Linked DNA regions of Mus musculus: region 2 is linked to region 1. A link is a contact called in public HiChIP or PLAC-seq data. All regions are on one chromosome and are shown on one strand. Each heading gives the region's core, a stretch centred on a gene start, on an enhancer-like site or on the middle of the called end of the contact. The rest is flanking DNA. Distances are from core to core; before and after follow the strand shown.

Region 1 (5,298 bases), core at 984-3,483:
GTGGTCCTAGTATCTACAGAGGCTGAAGAGAGTGTCAGATCCTCTGGAACAAACACAGTGTCAGATCCTCTGGCTACAGACAGCTGTGAGCCACTGCCATGTGGGTGCTGGGAGCCAAACGATGGCCCTCTGGAAAAGGAGTCAGTGCTTTGCTCGGATTGCTGAGCTTTCTCTCCAACTCTCCCTTCATTTCCTCCCTCACCCCCTGCCTCAGTTGTGATAACTCTAGCTTTCTTCTTTACCCCTGAGTTTCAACCTCAAGAAAAGTCTAGCTTCAAAGTCAACATGGCTGCCCCATGCAAGATCACACTTGGGTTGGAATGCCAGCTCATTGGGAAGGATCTGTCCTCCAGTTTTCAAACTTGCCTTTCTAAATTGTATGTGTGTTTTATTGATTATTTTGAGAATTTCATTTAAGAGTACTTCACAGACATTAAATAGTTCCCCCTTCTCTCTCCTCCCTCCAACTCCTGACAGGCCCCACTTTGTTCCCTCTGAAATTCATGGCCCATTTTCTTTAATTATTGTTGTGTGTGTGTGTGTGTGTGTGTGTGTGTGTGTGTGTGTGTTTGTGTGTGTGTGTAAATATATAAATACAACCTTCTGAGTCCATTTAGTGCTGCTTGTATGTATATGTTTTTAGAGATTGAATAACAAATTAGGAGGCTCATCCCTAGATCTCTCTCTCTCTCCCTCTCCTTCCCTCTCTCTCTTTCTCTCTCTCTCCCTCCCTCTCTCTCTCTTTCTCTCTCTCTCTCCCTCCCTCTCTCTCTCTCCCTCCCTCTCTCTCCCTCCTTCTCCCTCCCTCCCTCCCTCTCCCTCCCTCCCTTCCTCTCCCTCCCTCCCTCCCTCTCCCTCCCTCCCTCCCTCTCCCTCTCCCTCTCCCTCTCTCTCTCTCTCTCTCTCTCTCTCTCTCTCTCTCTCTCTCTCTCTGTGTGTGTGTGTGTGTGTGTCAGTAGCCATTAGTTTCCTATTGCTCTTCATCTAGGGGTGTGGCTCTATGATAATTTCTCACTCCATGTTGGCATGCCAGCTGGTGGTATTACTATGACGGTCTTGTTTAAGCAACCTGATGTTGAGATTTCCTGGGTGCAACATCCTGTCATATATAGGAAACATTGTGTTACAGCAGATGCCCTGGTCTTCTGACTCTTAAAACTCACCCCCAGCCCAGCCTTTCATTATGTTTCCTGAGTCTTAAGGATCATGTTGTAGATGTGTCAGTTCAGGTTTGGCGCTATGCAATCAGTTGATTAGTGTATTTTGATAATTTCTTTACTGGCCCCCATCTTCTAGAAAAGGAAGCATTTGTAATGAGTGGTGAGAGTTAAGGTTACCTGTGGTTATAAGGAAGATATTTCGAATGCAGTTAGAACTTGGGCTAAGTTGGCAAGGCAGCAGTAGTTGCTCTCCTGTAGCATCTCACGTGGATAGTTGGCCAGGTTTATCTGGCATGGCTTCCCTCCCACTGAGTAAGCCTAAGTCCAGTTAGAGAGCTGTGGTTACCACGGAGATAGAAGGCCACTGTTTCGCCTTTAGGGGTATCTCGGTATGCTGGCATGGCTGTGGACTGTAGGTGTCACAGCTGGGGACGCTGCTTTGCTGTCTTGGCAGTTTGCACGGCACTTTCTGGTATGATGGGAGCTAGTCCTCAGGGAGGGGGCTTTTGTCAGAGGAAATCAAAGTTCAGACTTTGGGCTTCACTGGACCACACAGACAAGAGTTGTGTTGTTTTTACTGAGACACAGACGGTCATCATCTGGATCAAGGCTGACTGGTGAGTAAACCCCAGGGGATCTGCCTGTCTCTGTCTCCCAGGGTAGGAATCCCTCCTTCTCCTTCCAGTCTCTCTCTCTCTCTCTCTCTCTCTCTCTCTCTCTCTCTCTCTCTCTCCCCATCCCCCTCTCCCCCTCCCCTCTCCTTCTCACAACTGAACTGGGGACAGAGACAGAGACAATGACAGTAAATTGATCAAGACAGTTACTAGTGACAGACTGAATGGACGTTTGTGGATGGAGCTTGGAGCTGTATAGTAAATGTGTAGCAGGCAGCTTTTACTCCTTCACTCATTCATTCATTCATTCATTCACTCCTTCACTCACTCATTTATGTACACTCATATTTCTGGCTGACACTATCAGGTAAAACTTGCAGCCACAGTTACTGACTAGAAAAGGGAAACTGTAACATTGGCTATAAGATCAGCCCTGAGTGCTGTGGGGAGAACTCAAGAGATCTGAGAAAATCAGGACTTAAGAAAGAGACCTGCCATTAAGATGCCTGGCTTCTAGACAGGCAGCTTTGCTTATGTAACTTTCAGTGCTGGGAACTACGGCTGTCTGAAGAAGCCGAAGGTAGTGAGTCTTTAGAAGCCAGCTAGGAAATCACCTGCTTATGCCTGTTGAAGTTACAGGGAAATCCAGGCTCCCTTTTCCAGGAGAAGCAAGCTTCCCCTAGAGTCTATGTCTTGAAGGTAAGTACCCTGGGCAGGAAGCTGTGCACCCAGAAACACATGTCTTTGATCTTTGTCTTTGAAGTGCAGATTCACCCTCAAGTGACTCAAAGACACTTCAGAGGAGTGGCAGCCCCCATTGGATAAGGTCACTATCTTGCAGAAGAATTTAGTTTGGAAATGAATCACCATCATACAGGATAACCTTTCTCGTTCCATGCCCACCTTCTCTACAGCTGATTTCAAATAAGTTCTTTCCCCCACCTCCACCCCCACCTCCACCCCCAAGAAGTTATAGGGAAAAGAAACTCACCTCTGGTCAACTTCACACGATTTTGGAAATGTATCTGAGGCTTGTGATTGGCAATTTGCTTTTGGTGATCTGCTGGTATCTTGTAGTCCTTGCAGGGATGAGACCAGGAGACCTTCCTCTGCTTTGTTGGTGCCTGGGCTATACTGTATGTACTAGAGATGATGTAGTATAAGCATGAGCTATAGATATCTCTCCTAGTGGTGTTGATATTTGGAGTAGAGGAATAATAAGCATGCATTAATAATAATAATAATAATAATAATAATAAGCTGTTAACTATCTCAAAAAAATTGTGTATGTGTGAGCATGGTCCACTGAGCTTAACTGGACAACTAATGACAAAGAGGAAAATTCCTTTGCATATTGGTATAGATGCCAGCTGCCTATGGGACAGCATGGTCACAATCCAGGCACTAGTGTTGGGGAGTGGAGTCGTTTTGAGGGCTGGAGTGTAGCTCATTAGCAGAAAGCATGACTGGCATGCCCAAGACCAAGTTTAATTCCTAACACTAGTAAAAATAGAATAATTCATAAAATGCAATATATATTTTCTATCTTTAATATGATTATATTATTAAACTATTTGTAGTCATTGTGCATATTTGGACTGACAGAATTAAAAAGAAAAAACTAAAACTCACTCCTCTCTCTCTCTCTTTCTCTTCCCCCTTCCTCTCTCTCCTACACTCTATCTTGATATTCTGCATTCAAGTATTATTTTTATTTTTTACACTTTTAAATCAATGAATAACTAGCCAAAGATATCTACCAAAGATTCATACACCATGAAACCTAGCTTATCCTTCTAGCCTTGTAGCCAGCTCCTCCTATCTGCCAGGAAGGATGGTGTGTTCCACACTTAAGCACCTGTATTTTATTTTACTCTCATGTAGTGTTTTCTGTGTTCTTGTGGCGCTTGGTTCATCTCTTAGAACATCCATATGTGGATATCTACTCGTAATTTTCTAGTACCTAGTCTCATGTCTACATTTCATATTGTCTTTCCTGACTTCTTGGCCCTTCCCTATCCGGCTTCTGGGGAAGGGAGGGCTGGTTTTCTTAAGCCTCTGGCAGGTAAACCGTGTTCCATGGATGGCCCTGCTACCATGAGAATACGAGCTGCACAAATTGAACTTGGTAGGTTATAAACAAGGAAAGAAGAAATCAAGTTGGGAGGGATGAGGAGGTGCAAGGATCTGGGGGACCTGGGAGGGGAGAAGGAGGAAGCAAATATGACCAGAATACATTCTGTGGAATTCTCAGAAAATACTCCATTTTTTAAAGGTACAGACTTTCCCTGATGGGTAGCAGGAGAGAAGATCAATGTGAAGATTCTCTGTTTCTGTTTCTGTGGGGACCTTGTGGCAAGAGCTGGGAGTGTCAAGGAAGTGAATTCTACCAGTGACCTGGGGGCCGCTGGCTGAGAACCCAACGCAGCCTGACACACTGGGCTCGGCTTTGGGATGTCAGGGGCAGAGAGATTGATCTTGAGACAGCCCTCGGGTGCTGTTTTAAGCTCCCCTCCCCCACTGTCACCACCATGTGACAGTTTGAGTTCTTAAGGAGCTCAGTGCTTACACATGAAAGTATTGATGCGGAGCCTTGAGGCACTGACGGGTTGAAGCTGCTTTGCTGCTTTGCTGCATGCCTGTTTATTCAAACCTAGCTTCTCCTCTCTTACTACATACACGCGTGCGCACACACAAATACACACACACACACACACACACACACACACACAGAGGCACGCATCTCCTATGAAAGAGGCGATTCTGACTCCACACTTTGCACTGTTCCCTCTGTCTCCAAAGACTTGTTGGATGTGAGGGCACCTGGCTGCTGTGACATCTGTCACCCCATTGATCGCCAGGGTTGACTCAGCTGATCTGGCTGGCTCCGCAGCTGTCCCCGTCCTCACCATTCCCTGTTTGATGCTCCAGAAACTGTGCCTTAGTTAAAGAGACTGACCTTCCCTAAACATAAGAGGATGGGGGTTCAGGCAAGGGTCTACAACAGCTGTGTGCTCGGCCAAAACTTCCAGATGAGCTCTTGAAGTAAGAGTCCTCTGATCCACTTAGATTTGACCTTAGTACAAGAAGATAGGTATGGATCAATTCCCATTCTTCTACATGATAACAACCAGTTGTGCCAGCACCGTTTGTTGAAAATGCTGTCTTTCTTCCACTGGATGGTTTTAGCTCCCTTGTTGAAGATCAAGTGACCATAGGTGTGTGGGTTCATTTCTGGGTCTTCAATTCTATTCCATTGGTCTACTTGTCTGTCAGTATACCAGTACCATGCAGTTTTTATCACAATTGCTCTGTAGTGAAGCTTTAGGTCAGGCATGGTGATTCCACCAGAGGTTCTTTTATCCTTGAGAAGAGTTTTTGCTATCCTAGGTTTTTTGTTATTCCAGATGAATTTGCAGATTGCTCTTTCTAATTTGTTGAAGAATTGAGTTGGAATTTTGATGGGGATTGCATTGAATCTGTAGATTGCTTTTGGCAAGATAGCCATTTTTACAATGTTGATC
Region 2 (5,298 bases), core at 1,702-4,201, 140 kb after region 1:
TCTTAGCACAACATGTAATTATAGGTTTTGTTATGGGGTAGTTTATTTCTGCCTGGGTTTCTGCTGTGTCTCTAGCACCTTGGATAGAGCCAGGTATGCAAAAAAAAAAAGGAGATTAATAAACATTTGCCAAGCCAACAACAGAATTTAGCACCTTCAACCATGTGGGTAATTCATTTGTCAACTAATCACAGAGATAATTAGATTCACACCTCAGTTACCTATCAGATCTTTAAACAATAACAAAATTGCAAAATATTTAAGAGGAATGCAGATATAGTTCTGACTCTAGTTGAATACAAACTGTCTAAAGGGGCTGAAAATGGACTCGGCAGTTAAGAGTGTCTGCTGCTCCTACAAAGAGCCTGAGTCTGGTTCCTAGCACCACATCGGGCTGCTCACGAACACCGGTAGCTCCAGCTCTGTGCTCCAGTCCTCTTTCCCTCCGCTGGCACCCAACCACACACACTTTTATCCACACATGCAGACAGGCACACCTAGAGGTCTAAGAGAGCTGATAACGCAATCTCACAGACTAATTCCCCTCTCAGCAAACCTGCCGGAGCTAATGCTGGTTCCTCGGGAGATCGCTCCTGCTCACTGGGGAAGGACTAGGACAGCCAGCTCAGTGGCTCCAGTTGGGCTGCAGTTAAATCAAAGGGGCGTTCTTGACCAACTTATTCTTAGTACAAAACTGGCAATTCTCTAAAGCCAGGACTGGAGAGTCAGCTCATCTGCTCTTTCAGAGGCCCTGGGTTGGATTCGCAGCTCACAATCATCTGTAACTCAGGCCCCAGAGGATGCCATGCCCTCCTCTGGTCCCTGCAGTGACTTTGTGCATCTATTGCACAGACAGATATGCAGGCAGACTGTTCAAACACACACAAAGTAAATCTTTATAAAGAAATGATTACTGTGGTAAGGATCTATGCAATAAGAAAGGTCTCTGCATCAAATGTGGGATTTGGAAGGGAGAGCAAGCAGATGCCATCTGCTCCCCAGGCTCAGGTTACTCCCTAGAACCAAATGCTTCTTTAAAAGCAACGGGTAAGTGCTCACGTCTGTCCAAGCACAGCAGTGCTTCCTAAGCAAGGGGCATGAAGCAGGCAGCACAGCAGGGGCCTGGGTGCTCTGGCTGATGCTCAGGCTCTGAACTACATAAACCTAGTAGATTGCATGAGCATGTGCATTGTGCACACATACACACACACACCATACCACACACACGCATACACATACCACACACATACAACACATCACACAGACATATACGTGTACACACACTTACCACATTGCACACATACCACACATACACCACACATATGCACATACACACAGGTGCACACACAAACACCACACACATATACATACCACACACACATGCTACATACAACATTACACACACACACACACACACACACACACACACACACACACACACACACACACACGCACACACGCACGCACGCAGGTGCGCGCACTGCATCCAGAACAACCTGAGAAGAAAAGCCTTTGACAAGTTTCTCCCTATTCTTCACCCATCACACTCTCCAGAATGCAGAAAATAACCGCAAAAGCAAACGTGAGATATCTGAACATCCGATTGTTTTCTATTTTTCTCTCTTTTCAAAATTCTGAGTTGTCCATTCGATTTATATTGAAAAAGTACATTTGTGATTTAAAAAAGAAAACGCTAGGCCAGTTTAAAGAGGAAAAAGCTAGCAAGCCTGCACACTGAATCTGTGAACTCCTCGTGTGTACAGAGTGAAGCCACGCAGAACGGAAGGTGGCCGTGCTGGTGGCCGTGCTGGCGCTGCCCCACTTGTTTCTCTCGAATGTGAGCTTGCAGGGCAAGTGTTAGAATGGCCGTCAACATTTCACACCTTTGTGCAAGATGATTTATGGGTACTTAATGAGGTCAAAGGGTGCCAGCAGAAGTTCAGTTTTAAAGAATGAGTTCACAGGGCCAGTGGCAAGCTGGGCAAGCACCCTCCACGGGGTTCCCAGGCCTTGGGGGCAGGGCCCTGAGGAAGGCGATGGATTTTCCATTTCTGCAGGACAACTAGTCTCTGGACTTCTTGAAAAGAACTAAGCATGACCTCACCAACCAAGGCAAGGAGATTTTCCCCAGTAGCCACTAGTCTCTACATCCCTTTTGGAAATAGCCTGACAACAATAATCTAGTAACTAATACTCACCATGATACCTCTTAAAACTGTGTGTGTGCCACGTGTGTGTGGATGCTTATGGTGGCCAGAGAAGGTCTGGGATCCCCTGGAGTTGCAGTTACAAAACAGTTGTGAGCACCGTGATAGGGGTGTTGGGGTGCGAACTTGGGTGCTCTGAAAGAGCAGTCCACTTGTGATCACGGAGCCATCTCCCCAGCCCATATACAGTAATGTCTTTGTGTGGAAATCTCCTATGATTGAATAATTAACAGAAGAAAATTGGAGCCAATATCAATGGAAACAAGAGGAAGCATTCGCTTCCCAAAGTTTTCTCTCTCTTTTTTTTCAGCAGACATAAATTGAGCTCCTACTGAATCCAGACTGTGAGCTCAGTGCTGGGAGGTGAAGGGTGACCCACACTTTCCTGGAGGTGCACTCCAGCGGAACTGGCAGGGGGAAATGAACTATCACCATTGTGGTCAAGGGTAGGAGGTATTCAGAGAAAGCTGCCAACCAGAAAATGTAGTTTTGTTTCAAGAACTGAGACCTGAAAGAGAAGGTAAGCCAAGACTAGGCCCTGTAGAGCCTTGACCTCCAGGAGGCATGGGTGGTTGAGGACGTTATAGACAAGGGTCACTAAACTGACAGGGTAGAGACTCCTGTTGAGATGCCCGTGAGGCAGGAAGAAGGAGGCAGCTTTAATGAAGTAGGAAACAGCTGGTCACAGCACCGCAGGCTGCGGTAGAGAGCCTTGAGTGAAGGCCCAGGTGAATTCAGAGCTGGCTCTGCTCTTGTGACCACAAGTGGACTGCTCCTGTGACCTATAGCACTGGGGAGATTCGGAGTCTCTCGGTACCCTCATTTCCAGCCTCCCATGAGGAAGAGCAGTATACAGACTCAGTTCTCTTGAAGCCTAAAGCTAAGGAAGTCATTATGGTTTGGGAAGTAGTGGCTGAAGGACCAGGAGGCCAGGGCCATCCAGACCCTCATAGGAAGTTCTGAGCCAGTCTAGACCATGTCTTGAAAATGGTTACAAGGTCCGAGGAGGTGGTTCAGTTGGTAAAGTCCTTGCCATGCAATCGTGAGGACCCAGAACCAGGAGGGTGGGGATGGGAGCACACTTGAAGCTTGCTGGTTCACCAGAGTATCCAATTAATAAATTTCAGGTTCAGTGAAAATGAAGGGTGATGCTTGAGGGCTTGATTACATAGGCTTTAAAAAAGAACTGATGCTACCCCAAGATGTTGATTTGGGGGTAAAGGTAAGAGGGTCATGAGTTCGACGTCATCCACAGCTACACGGTAAGTTCCAGAAGACCTTGGCGACAGGAGTGTCTGTCTCAAAAGTATCCCAAGGACTGGGGAGACCATGGAATGAACAGAGAAATAAGCAAACCTGAGAAGTATAGTGTCGAGGGAGGGGACCAAACTCAGAAAAAGGCAAGCAAACAGGTCACGTATTCCCCTGTATATATGCCCACTAGCGTAATATACTATATAATAATATATGCCACAATACATGTATTAGTGAACTGGTATAAGTGTAAGCTAGTATAACCTTTAGAAAGGAAGCTGAGAGGTGACAGCGGCCAGGCAGTGAAGAACAGAGAAAGGCAGGCAAAGGGGCAGGTGAGCTGGGGAAGGGATTCAAAGATGGTTTCTTCCAGTTTTTTTTTTTTTTAAAGGATATTAAACCATTTTGTATGGTTCAGACTATAGACATACACACACACACACACACACACACAAGTATTGAGTTACTGTTGGGTGGTGCCTTGGCCCTCCTGCACCTCATGTTGTGGTGGCCCCCAACCATAAATTTATTTTTGTTGCTAGTTCACAAGTATAATTTTGCTACTGTCATGATCGTATATAAATTTCATATATGCAGTATATCTGATATGCCAAAGCTGTGAAAGGTTTGTTTGACACCCCCTCTCAAGGGGTCTCAACCCAGAGGTTGAGAACAACTGCTCTAGTCCATTCTGGGATACAGAATGAGACTCAATATTTTGGGGTGGGGGAGCAAGGAGTTCAAGACAGAGTTTCTCTGTATAGCTCCAGAACTCCCTCTATAGAACAGGCTAGCCTCAAACTCAGATCTACCTGCCTGTGCCTCCTGAGCGCTAAGGTTGAAGGCATATTCCACCATGCCTATCTTGAAAAAAAGAAAAAAAGCATAGCCTCTGAGAGAGAGAAAAGCTTAGCCTGTTCTACAGAGGGAGTTCTAGGGCTACACAGAGAAACTCTACCCTGAACTCTCACCACCAAAAAAGACTGGGTCTCATTCTGTACCCAAGAATGGACTAGATTACATAGAAAACTAAGTCAAACTACACTGAAAAGCTTTACCCTGACCAGGCCTGCAGTCCCCTCCTAACAGGTAAGCTCCCACAGGGCCAACTCAGACTGATCCAACATGACCTAGCTGTCTACTGAATATGCTCCCAGCCCCCAGACGCACAGGACGTGGGTATTGTCCAGGTGGCTCTGCCACTAAGACCAAGTGTAAAGGAGATGACAGCTGACCAGAGGCTATAGACAGACCACACCCTCCTTGAAGGAGGATCTGGGGCATACACTCATGGTTGCCACAAAGACTGTAGTTCTAGCAAGTAAATATAACTGAAGCCCAAATAATGTCGATGCCTCAAAGCAAGTGCGCTCACAGTCAGCTGCCTCTGTGCTCAGCAGCATCCATTCAAGAGATTCTTGCTGTCTTTATTTTTATCATGTTTTTATTTCATTCATTCATTCACTCATCCATTCGTTTGTTTGTTTGTTTGTTTGTTTGGGGTTTTTTTGTTTTTTTTTTTATTTTTTTTTTTTTTTTTGTTTTTTTGGTTTTTCAAGACAGGGTTTCTCTGTATAGCCCTGGCTGTCCTGGAACTCACTTTGTAGACCAGGCTGGCCTCGAACTCAGAAATCCGCCTACCTCTGCCTCCCGAGTGCTGGGATTAAAGGCATGCACCACCACGCCCAGCCATTCATTTGTTTTTTAAGAATCTCCTGTAGTCCGGGCTGGCTTCAAATTCTATGTAGCTGAAGATGACCTTGAATTCTTGATCCCCCTGCCTCCACCTCCAGAGCGCTGGGATTCAGATGCTGGCTCTCCCTCAAGCCTATCTTAA

What was found. HiChIP or PLAC-seq counts read pairs in DNA pulled down with a chosen protein or histone mark.
Region 2: a contact with region 1 is called in a BATF HiChIP or PLAC-seq map of CD8 T cells, with 15 read pairs. The contact joins two enhancer-like sites. A contact is called at or near these places in 1 of 15 datasets of contacts at CTCF or cohesin (CD8 T cells) and 2 of 115 datasets of contacts at active chromatin or transcription factors (CD8 T cells and memory CD8 T cells).

The regions. Positions count from the first base shown.
Region 1 is chr9:118,283,203-118,288,500 of GRCm38.p6, forward strand. No RefSeq gene overlaps it. Among named protein-coding and RNA genes, the nearest start is that of Gm33088, 58 kb to the right of the region's middle. Within about 2 kb of position 2,234, at least 20 of the 459 cell types and tissues checked have an H3K27ac peak or open chromatin away from gene starts, as enhancers often do. A contact at or near this core is called in CD8 T cells and memory CD8 T cells, where this site is marked.
Region 2 is chr9:118,421,675-118,426,972 of GRCm38.p6, forward strand. All of the region lies in intron 5 of Platr11 (a long non-coding RNA gene), which reads right to left. Among named protein-coding and RNA genes, the nearest start is that of 4933432G23Rik, 5.5 kb to the right of the region's middle. Within about 2 kb of position 2,952, at least 13 of the 459 cell types and tissues checked have an H3K27ac peak or open chromatin away from gene starts, as enhancers often do. A contact at or near this core is called in CD8 T cells and memory CD8 T cells, where this site is marked.